2 separate regions of the Rattus norvegicus genome follow, and region 2 is linked to region 1. A link is a contact called in public HiChIP or PLAC-seq data. All regions are on one chromosome and are shown on one strand. Each heading gives the region's core, a stretch centred on a gene start, on an enhancer-like site or on the middle of the called end of the contact. The rest is flanking DNA. Distances are from core to core; before and after follow the strand shown. Region 1 has its middle 460 kb from the start of Insc. Region 2 has its middle 340 kb from the start of Trnav-aac35.

Evidence for each region. HiChIP or PLAC-seq counts read pairs in DNA pulled down with a chosen protein or histone mark.
Region 2: an H3K27ac HiChIP or PLAC-seq map of oligodendrocytes shows a contact between it and region 1, with 12 times the contacts expected there. The contact joins two enhancer-like sites. A contact is called at or near these places in 6 of 12 Hi-C or Micro-C datasets (Schwann cells, frontal cortex, hepatocytes and 3 more) and 1 of 1 datasets of contacts at active chromatin or transcription factors (oligodendrocytes).

The regions. Positions count from the first base shown.
Region 1 is chr1:178,889,812-178,894,805 of GRCr8, forward strand. No RefSeq gene overlaps it. Among named protein-coding and RNA genes, the nearest start is that of Insc, 460 kb to the left of the region's middle. Within about 2 kb of position 1,375, at least 56 of the 93 cell types and tissues checked have an H3K27ac peak or open chromatin away from gene starts, as enhancers often do.
Region 2 is chr1:179,051,124-179,056,459 of GRCr8, forward strand. No RefSeq gene overlaps it. Among named protein-coding and RNA genes, the nearest start is that of Trnav-aac35, 340 kb to the right of the region's middle. Within about 2 kb of position 2,113, at least 8 of the 93 cell types and tissues checked have an H3K27ac peak or open chromatin away from gene starts, as enhancers often do.

The sequences.
Region 1 (4,994 bases), core at 125-2,624:
AATGCGGCCCTATGGCTAACTTACTCGTCCTGTCTTCGCCAAACCCTATAAACTCTGCGAGAGAAAGGTCTCAGAGCACAGTGTGCAGCACATTTACTGAATGAATGGTTAGACGGATACCTGGTACTACTTCCGCCTATGTAGGTAGCTGTGGCTTTGTGACTGAGTCAGAAATTACTTGAGCACTTAGGGAGCTCAAAGGCAAATGGAAATCTTGTGATAGTATGCAGATAATCCGAGGCTTGTACAATCCCCTTACTGTGCATTTATAAAGCACCTACTGAATTCTAGGCTCGTTCCAGGTCCTTCATATATAGTTACTCATTTCATACCATGACCAATGGTATGGAAAGCATGATCATTTGGGATTTAAAGATGAATAATATTGAGTATTGTACAAAAGGGTTAAATAGCTCCTGGCTAGCCAGAGTGCAGTCCGATACAGTAATAATTTAAAGATGAAGTTTTATCTGGTTCCAGAAAGAGAGAAGAGAAAGACCCTGAGGAAAGAGAGAAGGGCCATGAGGAAAGAAGGTAGAGAGACCATGTGGAAGACTATGAGACAGAGGGTCCAGGAGGAGTCCTGATGAGCAGGTCACCAAGGGATGATTTGCCATCAGTTGGCCACGAGAGAACACACATGAGGCAACACTTGGACCAAAGCAAGATGGCGAGAATCAAATGGAAGGTAAAGAACCGTGTGACTGGGAAATAGATAGCTTAGAGGGTTAGGATAGATGAAGATCTGTCCAGTCACAGTGCTTAAAGCTTGCTAATAAACTTAACAGATCTTTGTGTCAATTATTTGGGAGCTAGAACAGGTTCCTGTTCACATAAGGCTTCGTCTGTAAATTACTACTACAGTCAGGGCTCAGGGCCCAAATAGCACTTGTAATTTTAAGAGGAAGTAACGTTAGGGGAAGTAAAAGAGAAAAAGGCTGAAGGCATGCCCTGGCCAGGGAGGTCAGACTCCAGCACCGATTAAGATCTAATACCCAGGAAATCAGAAATAGGACCATTCACTGTAAGTCTTACATCCGATTCTTTCCGAGGAGACTTTCAACTCCAGGGGAAGAGTTTTCAGACCTCCCAGGTGTCACCCAAATAAGACATGGCACCAGAAGTTTAAGAGGTCTGGTTGAACTGTTTCCATTACAGTGCAACTCTGGAACACTCTGGAAACTCCGGCTTCAAGCAGGTGCACCCCAGAGTTGCTACTCTGTCTCCCCAAGGACACTTCCAAGAGATTTGCAGTTCCCATCTGTGGACAGTAGGTGGCAGTAGGTCGTGAGAAATGTGGGTTCTCCTGGGCCCTGGCTGTGGAGACCTAGCCTGCAGAAAAACGTGGCTGGGCTTGAGTTGCGCCTGGGAGCGCACCCCCCCCCCGGGGGGGGGGTGGCGAGAGCCGCACTGGCCAGGTCAGCGAGGACTTTGCTGGGTGGGGGCTCCGTTGGGTCCTGGCATCCCTGCAGCGTTGTAGTCATGGGGAGTTCCCAAAGAGGGCCCAACCCATCCTGCCTCCCCCATCAGACCTTGTGCCAGGCGTGGATTTCCCTTGCCTGGGGCTGACAACCTGTTTTTGTTGTTGTTTGGTGAAGGGAGAAGCACAAAAATTTACTTTATATTTTCGAAACTAAAGAATAAACTCTGGTTCAAGGGGACTTGGCTGCATCCACATAGCTCACGTCTGGCTGCACGGAGGTGAGGTGTGTATTTTTTCCCCCGTGGTACCAACGCCTGATGGGGTTCCCTGGTGGAGACACCTGTTTTAGCCAGACCTCTGGCCTGCACTTACTGCAAGGATCTCCTGGCGCTGCTGTCTTGGCATTAGCAGCAGCCAGCTTTGCACCACTTGGATTCAGCGTGTCCCAGCAGGGCAGTGGCTGAGAAGCTGCAAATTCTCTTCCCATTCCCTCAGGACCTGGCCTCTCGACTCCACCAGGACCTGGGCATTAGCCTGCTCAGGCTGGGTCTAGACCTCTGAATACTCTTCCAAACACCTGCATAAACCCTGCCATCCTCCCTTTTATCCCTTCCACATTGAAAGAGTCTCCCCCCACCTTTTTATTTTTTACGGGCAAACTCTTACAATTGCCCTAAGGCAAGTGGAGACTGAACATGGAGATCTCTGGGTGAATATCAGTGCCTGGCCTCAAACCCCTGGCTTGAGGCATCCTTCACCTCCCACCCTCTGCCTGCCGACAGACAACAGGGGTGTTACTGTTGCCGGGGCTCCTTGGGCAAGCCAGCCAAGGAAGCACAGACAGCCCCAGTGCCTCTTTCTCTCTCGCTCAGTGGGCAAATTAATTCACGCTATCTTTACATTCTGTATAATGCTGCATGATTTTATTTTGCTTCATTCCCGAAATCTTTTACAGTAATTAGTAGCCGAGTAAAATATAAAAATTAATGCAATATAACACTTTAATGGTAATAATACACCATCCTGTCTAATTAATAAAATCTGTTGTTTCCAAGCACGATTATTTATTTGACAAATTGATGGCACACATCCTGTTCATACCCCCTTTCCAGGCTCCCATCCTTTCAGTTTATTGAATAAAATTGTATCAGGAAAATAAACAGATTGTCTTCTGACCTGACAAGCAAGCGAGAAACAACCCCTCACTCATACAGCCCTAATTGTTCTCAACAATATTCACTAACATGCATCGAGAGGACGTGGAAATGAAGCCTGATTTCCTAGTTCCTGTATTTTTCCATTTAATTTAAATCTTTATAATTGTGCCTTCTGATTTTAGGGACTGGGGACCTCGCCTGTTGGAGGGGCTGAGCTTTATCACTGTGGGCTGTCATTCTGATAGCCTTAACAAGCGGGGATGGTTCCCACTCTGGAGAGAGATCAGAGTGGAGATCTGGGCTGCTGTGAGCCGTGGCAAAGCACATGGAAGTCACCTCTAATGCAACAGAAGAGGACCAGATCCCAGGACAGTCATATCGGAGGATTGTCATTAGGGGTTGAAAGGGACATGGAAGAAGGGGTTCAGGACAGGATGCTGAGGCTTGGGAATGCATGCAGGTAGGAGTGGAGTAGGGAACAAAGTCCAGTCCGAGCGTGTGCCACTGGGACGGAGTGCTGATCTAATTACAGACCCACTCCGTGCATGCTCCCTGTGTAAGACAGGACGTTTATATGCTAAGTGTGAAAACATGAAAGCCTCAAGCTATAAATAGAACCTCGGAGACGGAGACACATACACAGAGGAAGAGAAGGCAGAAAGAGGAAGTAAAAGTGAGATTCGCCACTCTCAGGTTAATTTCTAGCATTTTTCTCTGAAAGAAAAATGATGTGATGTGATCGGTGTTCAGAAAGAGCCCCCGTCACCAGCTTTTAAGCTACATTTTCTGCAAGAGAAAAGCCCTCAAGTGCACACAGGTGAGGACTCATCCCCTCTGGTGAAGTGGCTTCTATACCAGAGAGAGGTACACACAGAGACACAGAGTGCAGCCGGTGTGAGCATGACAGATGAACACGTGCCCTGTGGAGTCCACACCACGGAATCAACACAATCCTGCCCTGCCTGGAATGCCCAGGATGTTGTACTGGGCCACTATAGTAACAACGTCTTTCCCTGAGGTCAGTGCGAGAGTCCGGTGTCGCTGACCCTTCCTTGCCATTTCCTCCTGATCTGCATCCTCATCTTCACCACTATTTTACACCAAAGCCTTATTTTAATAATCCTTACAATAATGATGATCAAAAGCTTAAATAAGATTTATCCACGCAGAGGCCACTGAAACCTCTGGCTAACACCCAAGTACACAGAAGGTGATCAATAAATGCCACGCAGACCATCACCTTCTACTTTATGCTGCCTACAAATTATTTCATGGCATAAGTTACTATCCTTACCCATTTTGTAAAGGCAGCACCATCTCCTTCTAGATGGAAACCGTGGGTTGTTCAATGAAAATTAAAGGTATTTGTTGAACTATTTTGGAGACTCCAAAATTGTTTAGCTTAAAGACATTTCACTGAGACCTCAATAGTAACTCAGAGAAAGACCTAATTGTTATCACCAGTGTTATAGATGCAGTATGATTTCTAAAATTCTATGTAATTGGCTTAAAATTATATGAAATGTATAGAATGACTAGGGTTTGAGCCCACATCTGTCTAAATTGGAGCGCCTCAGAGCCATGCTGTAGTTCCAGCTGGGGTGCTAACAATTTTGCTCCTTGGGGCAGAATTTCTGCAACTCTGCCTCCTCAGCTGTAAACATCTGGAGCTGTACTGTTGGGTTTACATGACTCCACGTGACACTGTGCGTAGGTTAAAAGGGGATCCAGTCTACCTTGTCTCTTTGTTCTTTCGTTTGTCACTCCCCCAGCTATCATCTGACAGACAACTCTTTTGGCCAGGGCTGCACCAAGGGAGTGAAAGCTGGGCTTCTGAGATCCATTTTACTTTTTGCAGAATAAGGAAATTTCAACGACTGATAAAGGGGAAGGCAGCTAAGGCATGAGAGGTCTGTACAGTGCCTGGCTCATGGCTGGCATGGAAGGATAGAAGGTAGGGAGAAAGAGACAGTGGAATCCTGGATCTCTATAGGGACCTGTCCCACCTGGCCCTGCCACAGAGATGGTAGCAATGTTCCGGGGGACAGCGAATGTCCTGTGGACCTGCTCAGTGTCATTGATCAATGTGTTTTATGATGGATCTAATTAAGCTCCCTAACGAGGGATCAGGAGATAACAATTTATACTCGAGCCATCAGTCATTAAAATGCTATTTCAGGAGATGACATCGTTCCAGCCTTAATTAGTAGGGTCCGCGTGACTGGAATCTCTTGGGAGTAGAGATGCCCCTTGTCATTTGCTCATCACCTCTGTGGGAAGGGGTCTCAAAGGGGCTCTGAGAGCCACGTGACTCCTTCAGCACCGTGTTGCTTACTCTGCTGACCTCCCTGAATAGGTTAGGCAGGAGGTCATTGGTGAGAAAGTAGCTAAAAGGGCCTGGGTCCAGAATCAAG
Region 2 (5,336 bases), core at 863-3,362, 160 kb after region 1:
AAGACAGCCTGGGAAAAGCCTAGTGTGAAGGAGTCAGAAAGCTTAGCTCTGCTTCTAAACCAGCTATGTGGCCTTGGCTCACTGGACTAACTTCTCTGAGTTTCTTTCTTTTTCCTTTCTTTCTCTCTCTCTTTCTTTCCCTTTCTTTCTCTCTTTCTTTCTTTCTTTCTTTCTTTCTTTCAAATCTTAAACGCTTGGCAACACTGGTCATGACAGAAGGGCTGAAGGCAAATTTTTGGTCTTCAAAAAAAAGTTTAAACTTGTTTCTACAGACTTTTGTTTGTGGTGTGACGTGTGCAGGCTGGCAGCTGGGCATGCTACAGCGTGCGTGTACAAGGTAGAGGACAACTTTCAGGAATTGTGTTTTGGCTTTTTTTTCCTTCTACCATGTGGATCCTGGGGAATCAAATTCAGGGTTGGTAGCAAATGCCTTGTCCACTGAGCCATCTCCCCATCCTTGATGTCAAATCATATGTCTACTACCATCTATGCAACATTGGACAAATTATTTAACTTCTGGCCCTCAATACCTTCATCAGGAAAAATGAGTGTAGTCACATAAGCTGTAGCCTGACGTTTGTGGGGAGGGGTTAGGGGAGAGTGAATGAGTTAAAATATGTGGAAAGAGGAAAATACACACTCCTCAAGTTTAAACTCTACAAGGGTGTAGGGTCCTTCCTACCTGTTTTGTGTCCTTCTCTATCCATAGGAGAATGATAGGAGTTTCCCTCAGATGAGTGAGGGGCAACAATTTATATTTATTCACTCACTCCCAGCTTACTTTTAAAAAATGACCCTTCCTGATGCACAGTAAAGCCAACACAGTGAAACCAGAACATCAAAGCCATGAGTCAGGAAGCAGCAAGCTAAGGGAGATGTGCTTGCCCTCAGAGCCACCCAGGCACAGAACTAAGCCGCCTCAGAGCGGTCCTCTAGCCCTGATGGCCAGGGTCTCATCTGAGAGTCAGAATTAGAATTGCTGGCTTTGATAGGACTTGGCAGCTCACTCTCTAGCCTTGTCTTAAACCATAGTTTTTCAAAGTGTAAAGATTCTACCCGAGGAGCTAAGTCTCCTTGTGGGACTAGAACCCGTGCTGGAAGGACATGAAGACAAGAGCAAATTGATTTTCAGTTCTCTCAGCATGCTACAGTGCACACATGTGGAACTCTGACTCAAGATCGAGAACACTACTACAGGAGGATATCTCCTAAGCCATGCAACAATGAAGGAAAAAGATATGCTACAATCTTATCTAAGAAAGCATAGCCTTCTGCAAGAATTATAGGTTGGAATGTTCCTTTTACCATGAAGAAGATTAACCAGTGTCCATGAGGATAAAATTCCTAACTGATGGGAAGAATATAGAAAGGGTTGAGAGACTATAGCATGTAGCCCAAAAGTAAAGCTAAGAAGACAGGCAGAGATGAGAGGTAGAAGGGGTGAATGCTGACACCTCCTGACATCGGTCCATGGCTGCTCAGTCACAGCTTTATACCGCCGAGTCAGGATGCAGCCACAGCATGCTTCTCAACCAGTGACCCAGGCAACAACTCTCAAGATCTCCGACTGGACAGAGGATGGAATTCAAGTTCTCTTACACACATACTCCAATGTTATACATGTAAGCATATCTGTATCTAACACATACACAATTATTTATACACATACACCAATGGTATACATCTGAGCATATCTGTGTCTAATACATATGTATGTCAATGACATAAGTTAGCATATCTCTCTAAATATATATAAAGCATATAAATGCCAATGTGTATATATGTGCACATTGTCTGTATCTCACTCGGATCTGTGTATATTTGTTTGGTTATATATATGTACATAAATGTAAAGATTTGGCCAGAAGAGCTAAAACCTATAGCAGAAAATAAGTCTAGAGAGCATGGCAGGACCAAATTACAGAAAGCCCTGTGCTGCAACCAAGAACAGAAACAATGGATATGCTGGTGTGCCCCCCAGGTTCGGCCCGTCTTCTCACACTGAGAGGATAGCCATGGGTTTTGTGGGCAGCAGACCTCACAGTAACACACATACACTGAACTGTAGGAGTTGAAGCCATCCCTGCCGAGGATTTCCGCCCTTCATCTGGGCCATAATCCACCTCCCAGGCCACACAGTGCCTGGCTTGTGCTTAAACAAGGCACGCACTGTACCAGTGTTCTCACATCACGCTGCGGGAAGGCAAACAGAGCTGGGGACCTATGCCAAGGTTTTCAAAGGCTGCCCTGAAACGTAAATGTGGCCTCTGTACATTCTTCGGGCGATGCTGGGGATCATCTCTGTGGTACCAGGGCCAGCACAATTACCCTATTACTACCCGATGGCGGCTCCTGATGAATGCATCTCTGTGATGGTTCCATTTAACCTGACGACAGGAAAAGGAAAATCTATGGAAGGGGGCACGGGGCAGAGTCCCATGAGCTCATGTCTAGTGGGGAAAGCTAAAGGCATGTGAAGGCTGGGGGGGGGGGGGTGAGTGGATTGCATTGTTTGTGGCTTCAAAGCCAATGCTATCCCTCTTCCTCCAAGGACCTCCATGCTCAGCCTCAATGTGTGGGGACATCTACCAGCTGGAATTCAGTGGAACAGGGGCCACAAAGTGATCAGGATGTACGTCTGTGTACCCTGGGCTGAATCAATCTCTCTCTCTCTCTCTCTCTCTCTCTCTCTCTCTCTCTCTCTCTCTCATGTGTGTGTGTGTGTGTGTGTGTGTGTGTGTGTGTGTGTGTGTGTGTGTGTGTGTATGACATCATGGAAGGGAGTAAATTTAAATAAAAGATGCACACAGTTCTTGAAAGAGCAGGTAAAGAGAATATAAAAGTCAGTTAAAGTCCAGAGTAGAACTAGCCACTTAGGTTTTCTGTGCCTCAGGCTCCACATCATCAAATAAAGGAATAATGGTATCTCTGGAAGGTGCTTCAGAGGGCAGTGAAATACTCTCCTACTCACTACCACAAGTAGGAAAACTGGGGAAGAAAGGCTCTCAGGACACTCGGGTCTCATCTAATCTGGCTTCTGAACCAGCTGTCCCCCCGACGCCCCCAAAACCTCTCAGAGCTTGAAGCAACGCAGTTAAATGGGGACACATGCCAAGGGCAGCAAACAAACAGACGGGAGGCACTATGGTGGCCAGCGTCTGTGGAATGCGTCTTCTCCTGACTCTGTGAGGGACAATGTGGTCTGTTACTATTTCTTCTGGGTCCATCTAGTTCATCTCTGTGGATTTTCTCATCCCTCCCAGAGTCATGGCAGATCCAGAGAACTGGAAAGAAATCAGCTTTGATGAGTATAGGAAGAGCCTTGAACCTTAGGGAAAGTGTGGTAGTGGTGTCTGACCAGCAAGAGCAAGACTGAGCCCTGCGTTTAGAGGGATCCGGAAGTAGAAGCTGAGTCTGGCCCTGGGAAGGCTATTTCTCCAGGTCAATGTCATGGGGAAGGGCCCAGCAGGTTAAAGCAGAAATACTTAAAAGTATGGAAAGTACTGGAAATTTGCAGGGAAAGCAACCAGGAGCGGCTGGCCTTTTCATCTCACAGCTTCACCGTAAGCCTTCTTTGTGTAGCATGGCAGTCACTTTTCTCATTGACGGGACAAGTAAGCAACCTAAGAAAGGGTTTGTTTTGACTTGTGGATTAAGAAGGGATGCAGTCTGTTATACAGAGGAAGAAATGACAGCAGGGTGTGAGGCAGCTGGTCATTCTATGTGTGGTCAAGAGACGGAGAGCAGCAGGAGGTAAGACTGGACCATGACCCTCCAGGCCCTCTCCTGGTGACCCACCCCCTCCGGCAGGGCTCCATCTACCTACTGAGGTTCCACACTTTCCACCATCTAAGATGTTTTATACTCAAAACACAGCAGGTAGCAACATTCACATCCACTGCTCAGTCCCTGCTGCCAGACTCTTAATCTACCTGGCTCGAATTGGATGAACCCACCTTATCTAGCTCCAGGAGAAACATGTGGTCTCTGGCTCAGTCAATGAGAATGCTTCACTCCTATGCCAGGGTGACTGATTTAGGGATAGATGTGCCCTTGGAGGTGACCCAGGGAGCCTCACAAACAAGCTTTCTCTGAAAGGCTACAGAAGAGAAACTTTCTACTGGCCTTGCTGGGCTGATGGGGTCAAGGGCTATTCATGTGAGTGGGACTGAATTACCTTGAAAAGGGAGGCACCACAAACAAATGTCACTCTGGGAGCTAAAAGGGGAAGTTCTCAACCTCATTTGGAGTCCTTACTCCAGCCGCACCTTCAGGTGACAGCTGCTAGATGCTGGGTGACTTCACTCTTCAGTACAAAGGCCAATGGTTGATTTTGTAAATATGTGTGTCTCTTCTGCACTTGACCTAGGGGAGAAATATCCGCATTTATTTCATACTCAAGCCAGATTGACTCAAACATCTGTCACTCACATCTCTAAGAATCCAGCCCAGTCCAGATAAATAGTGGCCATCAGCCACCACTGAGGGAGGGCGACAACGGGAGCCTTACCTGCCAGAAAGAGGTAACGATGAAACCTAGAGAGGAGTCCAAGAGTCCCAGACTTCTTCAATGAAAATGCAGTTATTGTAGCTGGAGAAACAGTTTCCTGCCAATGGGAGAGGACCTGGGCTGGTAGAACCAGCAAAGCTGCCTTCTGCTCAAAGACCATAAGAACCATGGGGCCAATCGGCAGTGAGTGCGGGCGGATGGGTGAATTCAGCTCTTTCCTGTCCTGGTACTGTGTATTTGAGCCTCCTGCTGGGCCAAGTAGTGACTTTGCAGGCCCTGAGGAATTCTCATCATTTCCCAGGGGCCTTTCAGCTTGGGTTTGGCTCCTATGCCAAGGCTCTGACAGCTTTATTAGCACCTATAATTCAATGTGAGCATCGATGTGTTGGGAAACACTTTGGGGCTATCTGTTAAAGTCAGTTTAATTCCCTCTCAAATGCCTCTTTGTTTGCCAAAGTGCCAGGCAGAAGACTTCCAGGTAGGCGGGGTGATGAGCTCCAGACAGGGATCAGCGGGACATGTCTGCCTAGAGCACAAGTCACTTTGCTGGGGGCTGATGTCATTTCCAGTTAGTGGGCTCCTGGCAGAAAGGTCTGCAGAGGCTCAGATGACATCACTGAAGACCAGCTTGTCATTGGCGGAGGTAACATATGGAGCTCAGCCCCAAGTTCCTGCTGCCTCAGGGAGTCTCAATTCATTCCTTGGCCTCTCTCTAAGAGGGGCCTGGAAAGGAGACACCTTGAACCCCAGAAAACTCTCTTGATGGCTACTTATTGGAAACAAAACAGATGGCATCTAAACTTTCCTCAATTTACCCAGTGGCTGT